Linked DNA regions of Mus musculus: region 2 is linked to region 1. A link is a contact called in public HiChIP or PLAC-seq data. All regions are on one chromosome and are shown on one strand. The core of a region is the stretch at or near the end of the contact, and the rest is flanking DNA. Distances in the headings are between cores, read along the strand shown.

Region 1 (5,567 bases), core at 342-2,841:
CCTCTTTGTGCTTGTGTCTCCTACTCTCAAAGACTTGCCTAGTCACTACTGTGCTAATAATGACTTGCAATGGTAGAAATGAAGAGCCTGTGCTAGGAATTTCTACTGGAATGAGTTCTAGGCCTCAGGCTTACCTATGTCCCATCGCTCCTACTCTCCAGTTCCCTTAAAGGTTTCAGAGTCCTCAGTCCCCTTTTCTTCTCTAGTTACTAGCAGTTTAAGCCTGGTTATGACCTTCCTATGTTTACAGACCCTGGTGAATGACTCCTGAACCGACTCTCACTGTCCCCTGCCTCACACTGGCTGCTGGCTTCATCACTTGACAGGCTGAGTAGGTCACATCTCAACTCTGAGTCACTACTCTGCTTTCTTTCCTCTTCTCTTCTTTATTTTGGCTGTGCTCCCCCTTTTCTTTGCCCCCCCTTTCTCTCTCTACACACCAGTATTCACAATTCTCAGTTTCTGGGATAAATATGCATCATTTTCACACTGTTTTAAATCTGTGTATGCATGTGTGTGGAGGCCAGAGGACAATCTCAGGCGTTGTTCCCTAGGAGTTGTCCACCCTATTTTTGAGACAGGATCTCTCACTGGCCTGACTCTCTAGCTGGCCAAGCCCTGGGCATCCATTTGTTTGTTTTCCCGGTGTTGGGACTTTAATAAGTGATAAACTGCATGTGAAATTTGCTATAATAATTATCAGTAAAAAGATTCTTTAAATAACAGATTTTTACCTTAGTATTTAGTTAATGGGGATCAAAAAACAGAAACAAGAAAATGAAAGAGCTTGTTATAGACTTCACTCCAAATCTACAAAATGGCATAAACTTTGAGAACAATTATGTCTTGAGGTTCTATGATTGCTGAGAATTAATGTTAATGTTCTAGGCTATGTGTATCTCACACTTAGGTAGGCACAGGCTTTCTAGGGCGTGAATGGACTGCCAATTCTTCAGCTCTGCCCTTCCAATGAAGCAATCCCTAAGTATGTCAAATGCTGGTTAGAGTTCCTTTATGTGGAAGAAAGCAGAGTTTATACTTCTTACTCTCATAAAGAGAGGACATATGTGGGAGGAAGAGTGGCAGAGCAATACCGGTACACAGAAGCCTTTCTGATGGCAGATCACTTCACCAGCCTGTATCTCTGCAGGCTCATTCCATCACCAAAACAACTGAATCACATTATTTCATAAAAATCGTGATTTCTTTAGAAATCCTAAATATCAGACTTTTTTGGCAAAGACCATTCTAAATGAAGATTTTTCTCTCTATTTTCTGGTGTTTAAGGAAGAAAAATTAGTGTTTATTGAATATTGGTGTTTAAGGAAGAAAAAAGTCACGTTAAAAACGGAGGTGGTAGTGGCTAGAGTTTGGGGCAGGAACAAAGTCAGAGCTCATTTTACATGCAGCCCACAGGCACTCATAGTTAAATGGCCAATGATGAATAACTCCCAGTACCTTCTGCCAGACTTAAACGGTAATATTCCTCATTTTACTGCAACAAATGAGGCTCCTCCTCCTATCAGTCATGGTCTATTCCAATCAGTAGGGTGCCAATAAAGCCAGAGGCTAATGAAAGGAGCTTCAGACAAACAGAAACAATGGAGAGCTCCAGGCCCAACCCTGGAAGGCAGAGTCCAAGGTTTTAAACACTGAAGCTTTTGGACATTTCAGTTAATCTTTATTATGCTAATGTTATTGAGTCTAAGGAACAAAGAAACTTATTTCATGAATTACTTCTAAACATCAACTTCCCTGGATTTTCTTTTCTTTTGTTAGGGACTACTGACCATTTAACTATCTAGATTAAAACGCACACATTCTCCCTCTCTTCTTCCCTCCCTGGCTCATAGAAATCAAAACATAAATTATCACAAAGAAGTCTGATATAATCAACAAAGTTAAACAGTCTTCTCGTTTGATCTCTTCTAAATTAAAGACTGAATGTTTTGATATGGTATTAGGCCCTGAAATAAACCAGATGTTTCTTCCTGCATATAACTCTCCATGGGCACAGTCTTAAAGGGTGATTGTCTGGCAAATGTTCAGGGACACACAGATTTTTCCTTTCCTTCTATCTACCCACGTCTATTATCTAAACTAGTGCACAATCCATAGGGCTTTGGGGACTTTGTGTAAATACCTTCATGTACAATTCTCTTTCTTGCTATCCTGAGATTAAGACCACAATTATCCAGGCTTAAACCTAAAATAAAAGAACCTTTGCAAACGCATTATCTGGCCTTACATGTTTAATCACGCAGCATTCTGCGTGTTCTTTAAAACCTAAACTGAAGAACAAAGGTTGTACCCTCTGGTGTTTCACACATGAAAGACCTTCTAAAGCAACTAGGGAACTAGAATTAACTTCTAATGACAACAGTGGTATTTTCCCATCAAAAATAGATGCTATTATTATATTAGAGACACCACATTCTAACCATTTGTAATACTTAACATAAAATTCTGATATGCATTCAGATTCGCACATGTAATCCTCCCTAAGTTTCTTTCTCTCATTTCTCCTAATTCTTCCAATTACTGTTTTTGTTTTTTAGTATATTTTAAAAACTAAACATTATTAATGTGAATGTGAGTCTGTAAGGAAAGCTGAAGAAACAATGCTGTTGGAGAAGTAGGGGGAGGCTGAAGGGACAGGAAGTGTGCACATGAGGGTCTGCAGTGATGGACCAGATGGAATGTATCACTCTCAACTATGACAGAAATGATTTATGGAATGACCTGGCTGTTCCCGCTTAGTAACAACACAGGATGACAGAGATGAGTTTCCATGACAACCAAAGCCCACCCACTAGCTAGATTAAACATTTCTTCCTGGCCTCCACTCATAGTAAATCTGGACTTTTTTCTCCAAATGCCATCCTAGTTTCTCTAGCATGCTGTTCATAATATGGAAGGAAAATCAAGGATGCCAGAGTAACTAAAGGAAGCTTGAAAGACCACTGAGAACATTACAAAGTTCTGTGTGTTTATACCATAGTTTTTTTACATATATTTTTCTCAGAAAAACAAAATAACTCCCAAATGGAGGTTTTATTTTTAAAATTTCCTTAATATTAGTAGTCAAATGCTACTTGTTCCTTTACATGTGCATGAACTATCTGCTGTTGGATCTTCTAAGATGAGCAGGCTCAACATGGCATGACAATCAAATACCCAAGAAAATTTCTTCCTACACAAGTTTTCTTCAGTGGGGAAAAAGAAAAAAAAGGTAGAGACAACTCTCTTTAGTTATTTTGCACACCTCTAAGGCAATCCCTATAGCACAACTTCCTAGACACATAAAGCAGTGGAGAAGGGCAGCCTGAGGCTAGTTCCATGTGGGTCCTACGGTATATGAGCTCTCCCCTTCTAGCTAGTGATCCCTAGGGCAAACTACTTAAATCTTTTGAGCTCAAGTCACTTAACCTTTAAACCTCAGTTCCCACAAATATAATGTGGGGATGATAATGCCAACCTTACAGGGTTTTCTTGAGAATTACACAAAACAGGGCACAAAAATGCTTACTGTGGTGCCGAGCAACTAGAAAGCACTCAGTCCACAGTTGATCATTTCTGTGGGTTTATACCACCACCATTATTATGTGTGTTCCAAGATTAACTCCAGCAAACATTTACTGGGCTCCACTGTGTGCAGGACTCTACTACGTGGTAGAAGAGTTTGATTTGGCTTCATTTCTCAAAAAAACTCATACTTAACAGCTATAGAGAAAGGTTTATTTACTCAAACAATACATAAAGAGGTTTCTTTCTTCAAGAGCTCGACAGCTGCTCACTACCAGTCACATATCAGAGCTCTGCTTTCTCTATCAATAGCAAATATTTAAGAAAGTTCACTGCACTTCAGACAAAATATAATTCTAAGAGACATACTTCTCAAGAAAAAATAGTCTAATAAAAAACTTTACAAGGCAAAAGCATAATTTAAATTTCAAGAATTAGATTTGAATCTTTATAGATAATTAATAAATACCCTTCTCTCCTTTCTGGTCTGAGCATTTCAAACTAATTGTAACATTTTAAGAGTCAGATATAATAAACTGTAATTGTTGTCCCTATTGTTTTGATGTGACAAAGACTAGCTGTACTATATTACAAAATATCTTTGAATCAGTTTTATTCATTTAGCACAAGTCTTTCAATAATTCTGAGACCCACACCCTGGTTTTTGAGTGAGCCAGCTGTAGCTATTGTTTTTTTCTTAAAAAAATAAAAAACCCTAAAATATAAATAAAAGTATTTCCTATCTTGTTAAAGCCCATGATAAGGCATTTCCTTCATATTTGATAGATTGGATTTTCTTTCTTGGTTCTCCTTGATTTATTTGAGTGGGCCACTAAGTACTTAACACACATATTTCCCCAAATTCTTCTTTGTGTCTGTTCCACTTAAATGAAGGCATATTTAAATGAAGCCACAAATACAGATTTTTTTAAGTAAGGAAAGAGAGGTGTTAATCATGAACTAACTAATAATATGTATCAATGTAAACAAAAAACAGCTCTTCAATGAATAATAATGTTGAAAGTGTTCTAACTATGGCATTTACTGCCCAAAAAATCTAAACCTTAGTTCATGAGTACAAAATCCACTCAGTATAATGTGCAAGCCCAGTACTTACAGATGCCAAGGCCTTCCCAAGTGCATCACCCGTCTGTGAGCTTCCAGCAGCATTCCCTCTGGTTCCTGGATGGTTCAAATAGGCAAACAAATCATGGAGAGCATGAGGAATGCTACTTCCTTTCTTAAGCATGTACCTATTACTTCAAGGGTACCCTGGCTTATGACTTCATATATCACAGTGAATCGGGAACACTCTTATGTGCTGTATTTAACAATCTATAAAAATAAAAATGAGTTCCTTATTGGTTTTTAGATTAATAGAACTTAAAGGTTAATTATCTTCTTATATCTTTATTAAAACTAAATACTAAAACTTTTATTGAACACTATGGATTTCAACAAAACTCTAAAATTAAGGTTAGGAAGTATTCTTAACCCAGAAGCTCACCTAGGATGCTATCTGATCCATTGATGGGAGGAGTATGTGAGGCGGCAACATATGGTGAGCTGCTGGTACTACCACGGTGGAAGCTGGACATTGGCGGAAGACTTGTGTTTATGTCTGTTGGTGACACTGAGTGTGGAGGATAACTCTAGGAAAGGGGAAAAGAGACAGATCATATCACATGTGTTCTGAAGGCTGGGGAGACTGCTCAGTGTGGAGCACTTGCCTAGCATGCATGACAGTCTGAGCTCGCAGCTGCATGTTGCTCACTCAATCGCTCTTTTCCCTGCTCTCCCTCCCCTCACATACATACAAATAATGAATAAAGAACATGTATTTTCTGAATATATGAATGCACACTAGACAATCTGTATAAAAGGATAAAATGAGCAAGACCCATGACTGATTAGCACCTAGTGTGGTAGGGTAGCCATACTGAAAAAAGTAATTGTAAAGGAAGCCTATAAAAATGTCAATGTTCAGAAGTTTTGGCATAATCAATTTTTATACAAAGAGAAACACGTGAGGAAAAAATATT
Region 2 (6,191 bases), core at 3,304-5,803, 250 kb after region 1:
CAGGACATCCTGCCCAAAAGAGATCTAACACACTTCATCAAATGGCTCCGCTACATCAGGCTGCATCAGCATAGAGCCATCCTCTTTAAGCGGCTCAAAGTACCTCCTGCCATTTACCAGTTCACCCAGGTCCTGGACAGGCAAGCAGCTACTCAGCTGTTTAAGCTTGCCCACAAGTATAGGCCAGAGACAAAGCAAGAGAAGAAGCAAAGGCTACTGGTCCGTGCTGAGAAGAAAGCTGCTGGCAAAGAGGACATCCCAACTAAGAGACCACCTGTCCTCTGAGCAGGAGTCAATACAGTCACCACCTTGGTGGAGAACAAGAAGGCTCAGCTAGTGGTGATTGCCCATGATGTAGAGCCCATTGAGCTGGTGGTTTTCCTGCCTGCCCTGTTTGGAAAGATGGGGGTGCTCTACTGCATCATCAAGGGAAAGGCCAGGCTTGGGCATCTGGTCCACAGGAAGACATGCACCACTGTTGCCTTCACACAGGTTAACTCGGAAGACAAGGGTGCTCTGGCTAAGCTGATGGAAGCTATTAGGACCAATTATAATGACAGATAGGACAAGATCCACAGCCATTGGGAAGGCAATGAATGTTCTGGGTCCTAAGTCTGTGGCTCGAATTGCCAAGCTGGAAAAGGCAAAGGCTAAAGAACTCGCCACTAAACTGGGTTAAATGAATACTCCTAAGTTTTCTGTACATAAATATAATCACAAAATTAACAAAAGAAAAACGAAAATACTGTTGCTGCATTTATTTTTGGAATATATACATGAGACATCAGGGGAACATACAGTTTATCTGCTGTTACTAAAAACATATCCACATTTCTCTCATAACTATGCTACTGTTATTTCAAGTGACATCATCTTGTGTCATTTGTGCACTCCTGACAGACTCACATGTCCAGAATAGGTTTGCCAGTCACTTTAGACCAATCTAAGCATGTCATTCTCTAGGCAACAGGGACTGAGATAGGAAGACACATCCTGATGTTTCAAGGCTGCTGTCAATCTAGAACTGCTGGATACTCATCTGTGAAGAGTCAGAATTCAAGAAATTAAATCTTGGTGACATAATGTGAATGCTTTCGCAAGCCATGTCTAACACTCTTGACCATTTCAGTGATATGAGCCAATAAATTCCTGCTATGGTTTCTATGTTCCCTAACAATCTGTGTGTTGGAACGCTCAGCCCCAGGGTAGTGTTTCAGGAAGTACTATGGAACTTACTAGGAGGTGAGACCAAGTGAGAGGTTCTTAAGGCAACAGAGAGTATGCCCTTGCCTGAAAGAGATTTACGTGTTTTTCATGGGACCTTGGTTAGATTTCTGGAAAGTTTTCCTATAAAAGCAGGAGCCTGGCCCCACCCAGCCTTTCTCCAGCTGCCTACATCCAGATGTGGCTACTTGCTTTTGCCCACATTTCCACTGTTGTCATAGCGATGAACTGACAGCTGAGAGCCCTTACCAGGACTCAGCTGACACAGATGCCATGACTTGAAACTCAACAACTTCTGTTTTTTTGGTTTTTCGAGACAGGGTTTCTCTGTATAGCCCTGGCTGTCCTGGACCTCACTTTGTAGACCAGGCTGGCCTCGAACTCAGAAATCCGCCTGCCTCTGCCTCCAGAGTGCTGGGATTAAAGGCATGCGCCACTACGCCTGGTCAACAACTTCTGTTCTTAAGCAGTTAGACCAGTGATTCTCAACCTGTGGGTCATAACCCTTTGTGTGTGTGTGGGGGGGGGGGGGATGTCAAACAATCCTTTTACAGAGTTCAAACATCAAATATCCTGCATACCAGATATTTACATTACAATTCATAACACTAGCAAAATTACAGTTACAAAGCAGCAACAAAAAAAATGTATGGTTGGGGGTCACCACAACAGGAGGAATCTATAAAGGGTTGCAGCATTAGGAAAGTTGAGAACCACTTAGGTTAGGCAGTCTCGGGTATTTCACTGTAGGATCAGAAGCCAATAAGATTCCTCTTCCTATCTAAGCAAATTTAAGTTATATTTCCATCATTTATAACATCCAAATGAGTTAAATGCTAGGTTACGTAAGGGTAGATGCATAGACACATACAAAGAAGTAAATGAACAGGAAGGTACTTGGTGGGCACATCTAACCTACTGAGGAGACAGGCTGAAGAGTGGGTCAAAGACAGAAAGAACCCCGACTGGAGGACAAGCTTGAAAGTCAGTCACCAGAGTTTAAATTTAATGCAAGAGAAAATATACCCATAAAGCTATCTGGGCATGAAGAGATGTGCTAAAAGTGAGCAATTATTCTGGCAAGTTACATTGGAACAGAGAGAAAAGGGAGTCGGAGAGACCATAAAAAGACGGTTGAACTGATCCTGGCTGGCAATGTTCAAGGTCTTAGGCAAAAAGCATGAAGTGGAGATACACGAAGGAATTTGATATGAGGTACTTCTGGTGATACACTAAAGGTCCTAACAACAGGCCAGGTAAAATAAGGAAGAAGAAATAGTGCGTTGACAATGACAAACATTTTAGTGTGGGTGGCATAGATCGAGCTGGTATTATTGAGAAAGGAGTTATATAAATTTTACAAAGACAGCAAGATTAGTTTTTGACCTGTTGCAATCACGGAGAAGGTAGGATATGTTAGAATGGTGATGAACTAAAGTTGAGGTAAACAACCACAACAGCTAGGCATGGGGGCACACACCTTAATCCCGGTGCTCAGGAGGCAGGAGCAGGGGGGTCTCTGTGAGTTCAAGGCCAGCCTGATATGCAGAGTTTCAGACCAGCCAAGGCAATCCTAGTGTCTGATGGAGAAGGAGAGAGATTGGAAACTCAGAGCATAAAACTCTCCAAAAGTTTCACATTAAAAGCAGGGGTCGGGGTAGGGAGTACTCGTTGCTTTTGCAGAGGACCTAGGTTCAGCTTCCAGGACCTATATAGTGACTCAATCAACTATCTATAACTCGAGTTTGAGGGGCTTCAACACTCTCTTCTGACCTCTGCATGTACATATATACATTGCCTTCAGGCAAAATACTTTTTTTTTTTTTTTTGGTTTTTCGAGACAGGGTTTCTCTGTGTAGCCCTGGCTGTCCTGGAACTCACTCTGTAGACCAGGCTGGCCTAGAACTCAGAAATCTGCCAGCCTCTGCCTCCCAAGTGCTGGAATTAAAGGTGTGCACCACCACTGCCCGGCTCAGGCAAAACACTTATATACATAAAAATTTTCAAAATCTAAAAGCAACCTGAGGCCCTTAATACCATTGATCTCTATGGCCCTGAGCCTCTACCCTCATTTCCAACTGTAGGTGCTCAGAGCAGCGATCATGTCGGCCTCCTCACTACTTGCTAAGTGTTCACTCGACTTTTCCGGGCTTCAGAGCCTTTGGATTTGTCCTTCCTCAATCCGGGAAGTTACCTGTCTAGGTATGTTTTGCTTGTCTAATTTCTTTCATTCAGACCTGCTGTAAGCACACTTCCTCAGAAATCTCTCTCTAAATCAACTCGTCTAAGCTAACACTGCACATGTCTTCTACCTGTAGCCTCCTTTGCCCTGCAGTATTGTTTGTTTCATAGCACTTAACATCACACGACACTCAACGGTGTGTCTGTCTCATCGCCTGTAACAAAGTCCAAGAGCCCAGAGCGTTTGGGCTTATTCACTGTTATGTCCCTGGTAAGCAGAATAGAGCCTGGTACATGAGAAATTCCTCTATAAAAGCCTAGTGAGTTGTGTGAGATGTAGTAAAGGGAATTAAAAGAAAAAGAAAAAGAAAAAAAAAACCCATATACCACAAAAGAGCTGCAAAGTTAGTCATTTACAAGTTCTGGAACTTTCCTACCATTTCAGGAGGGGAGAAGCAGAAAACAATAAACCCTCTTTAAGGCTCCCACTTGTGATCCATCTTCTCAGGGGAAAGGGAACTTTGGGGGAGTCTGTCACCAAAGGAAAGACTTGAGGTACTTTCCTACTGTGTTCCCTGTGACATTCGTGAAGGAGAGGAATTCTCCACTTGCATACTGGATGAAAGAAAGGCTCTTCTTCCACCTCAGCTGCACATCAGAGCTTGGAGGGAAACCCTGGGGGATGCTGACAGACTTCAGCTTTCCCAAACGTTTCTTTGGGCGGGTGTCATCAGCCAGGTGTGCTCCACAGACTAGGTGGAGCCTGGGAAAGGCGTGAGGACGTCGCACTCGGGGGCCCCTGGGGCAAGCGTGCTTGCCCTTCCCCGCGGCCGCCGGCTTTCCGCCGCAGCCTGCCCCGGCCAGGTCGCCGGGGCGCGGGAGAGCCCAGCGGCGTCTGCACCCTTCCCTCCCCCGCCGCGCCCTCCTCCGCCCACGCGCTGCAGCCTCAGCTGCGGCTTTCCGCCGTTCCCGGCAGCGCTGAGCCCGGAATCCAATTACTTTTCCCTGAGGAGCTTCGTACACCCGCCAGGCCCCAGAGGGAGGAGCGGGGGGTCGAGCGGCCGCCCACTTCCCGCCGCCCGAGGCCGAGGCCGGGCTGCTCGGGCGGGGCGAGCGCGGTCTCGGAGGGGCGCGCGGAGCAGCAGCCGTCGGGACTATTTGTCCTTCCGCGTGCGGCCCAGCTGGGCCCCGGCGCGAGGCTCCAGGCGCTGTGGCCCGGGCGCCAGCGTCCCCAAGGATGAGTGGCAGGAGATTAGCCCCGGGGCTTCCCCGCGCGGGCGCGGCTCGAGGCCCGCGCGCACGCGCACTCCGGGGTCCGAGCACGGAGGTCGCCTTGTGTCCAGTGGCCTTTTCCTGGGCGCAGCGCTCCTGGGCCCCAGGATTCAGCTCTGTAAAGTGAAAGTGAAGTGGAGCAAGATGGCCAAGGGTAGGAGGTTTGCACGTGCTCTCCACCACACTTGTACATCCCGAGACTGTACAGGGACGCTACAGGGGTGAATCTATGAAGAGGAAGGAAAAGAGGACTTCCTTCCTGGTTCTTCAGGGGCTGGGTGGAGAACCCATTGATCCCCTTGAGGGTTCTTGCTCACTTGGTTTAAGCTGTAGACAGAAAGCCTAATAGAGCCTATTCTAGCTACAGCCTAGGGCGGAGGTCCTCAACTTCCTCCTGCATACCCTGTCAGATTATGAGTCCACGACTGACAAACACATTTGAAAAAGAAAATGCCTTATTTTCTCCTTTTGATTCTGTTTCTCTTGAGACTGTGGCTGACCCTTAGGCCCTTGATGTTCTTGAATATGATTGACACACGTGATTAGGCTAGTGAGAGAGAAGCAGAGAAATTGCTATCAAAACAATTATATGCAGAGACATCAGAACAAAAGCCCAAGAGCCCCGAGGACTAAAAGACCATCCTGGCTCTGCCATAGATGCCCTCTGGGATGGTGGCCAAGTCAGATCATCTCTTTGTGTCTTGCTTCTTGGCAAGTTAAATAAAACTATCCTGCTACTCTCCCTGTCTCAAGGAGTGTTATAAAAATAAACTAAAAGAACCAACTGAAAATATAGAAGGTTTAGTTTTTAGGGGGTGTGGGAAAATGATACCGTTGAAAGGCACTAAAGGGAAAATTCTATGAGAGAAAGCCACTTGACCATCTGCCTATCGTCTCATCTTCTCCGTTCAATCTAATGTACACATAGAAACTATAGGTAGAGTTATCTAGTAAGTACTGTGTGGTTTTTATAAGAATTATAATAAAGGAGGGAATAAGGGGAGGGGGATTTCAGAGGGAGACCAGGAAGAGGGATAACATTTGAAATGTAAATAAAGAAAATATCTAATAATAAAATATATATATAATCTAGTCAACGCTAATTGTACTCTCAGACCCTCTCCCATGCCTATGTCCTAGCCATTTCCACATGCTCTGACTACAATATTTCTGCTTCAGTGCTACGGAGCACCATTAGGTACAAAACAGTGCTGTGGGTGGGCTCCCCACTTGAGGCTAAGCTGTGACAGAGGTTTTCAGACATGTTTGCCTATGTAACCTATGATAGGCAAGGCTCCAGAAACCTGTGTACTGGCTAAGTGAAGAACCTTCTGGAACAGACGAGGTCCCAGGGAAGAGAAAGCCAACTACCCTGAGCTTGAGCTGAGGTTAAAGACTCTGGGGGAAGGGAGAGGGGCTTTCTGCCTTTTATGTCTGACTGAATCTAGTAGGGTAGGAAAGAAGATAAAGGATATGAGGGAGAGTGAAGTCTCCCTTTCGGGTGTTTTAAACCT

The links. HiChIP or PLAC-seq counts read pairs in DNA pulled down with a chosen protein or histone mark.
Region 2: an H3K27ac HiChIP or PLAC-seq map of oligodendrocyte precursor cells shows a contact between it and region 1, with 5 times the contacts expected there. The contact joins two enhancer-like sites. A contact is called at or near these places in 8 of 39 promoter capture datasets (the C10 cell line, the HPC-7 cell line, cranial neural crest and 5 more), 15 of 115 datasets of contacts at active chromatin or transcription factors (the SCID.adh cell line, T-cell acute lymphoblastic leukemia, bone marrow-derived macrophages and 12 more) and 4 of 9 other capture datasets (adipose tissue, liver, macrophages and 1 more).

What each region holds. Positions count from the first base shown.
Region 1 is chr9:71,878,075-71,883,641 of GRCm38.p6, forward strand. It overlaps Tcf12 (transcription factor 12), which reads right to left. Exons shown (of 21, transcript NM_011544.3): 11 at 5,033-5,177; 12 at 4,643-4,707. Among named protein-coding and RNA genes, the nearest start is that of Cgnl1, 110 kb to the left of the region's middle. Within about 2 kb of position 1,592, at least 62 of the 459 cell types and tissues checked have an H3K27ac peak or open chromatin away from gene starts, as enhancers often do. A contact at or near this core is called in adipose tissue, embryonic stem cells, neural progenitor cells and 3 more, where this site is marked.
Region 2 is chr9:72,128,713-72,134,903 of GRCm38.p6, forward strand. It overlaps the pseudogene Gm7863. Among named protein-coding and RNA genes, the nearest start is that of Tcf12, 20 kb to the left of the region's middle. Within about 2 kb of position 4,554, at least 339 of the 459 cell types and tissues checked have an H3K27ac peak or open chromatin away from gene starts, as enhancers often do. A contact at or near this core is called in adipose tissue, embryonic stem cells, neural progenitor cells and 3 more, where this site is marked.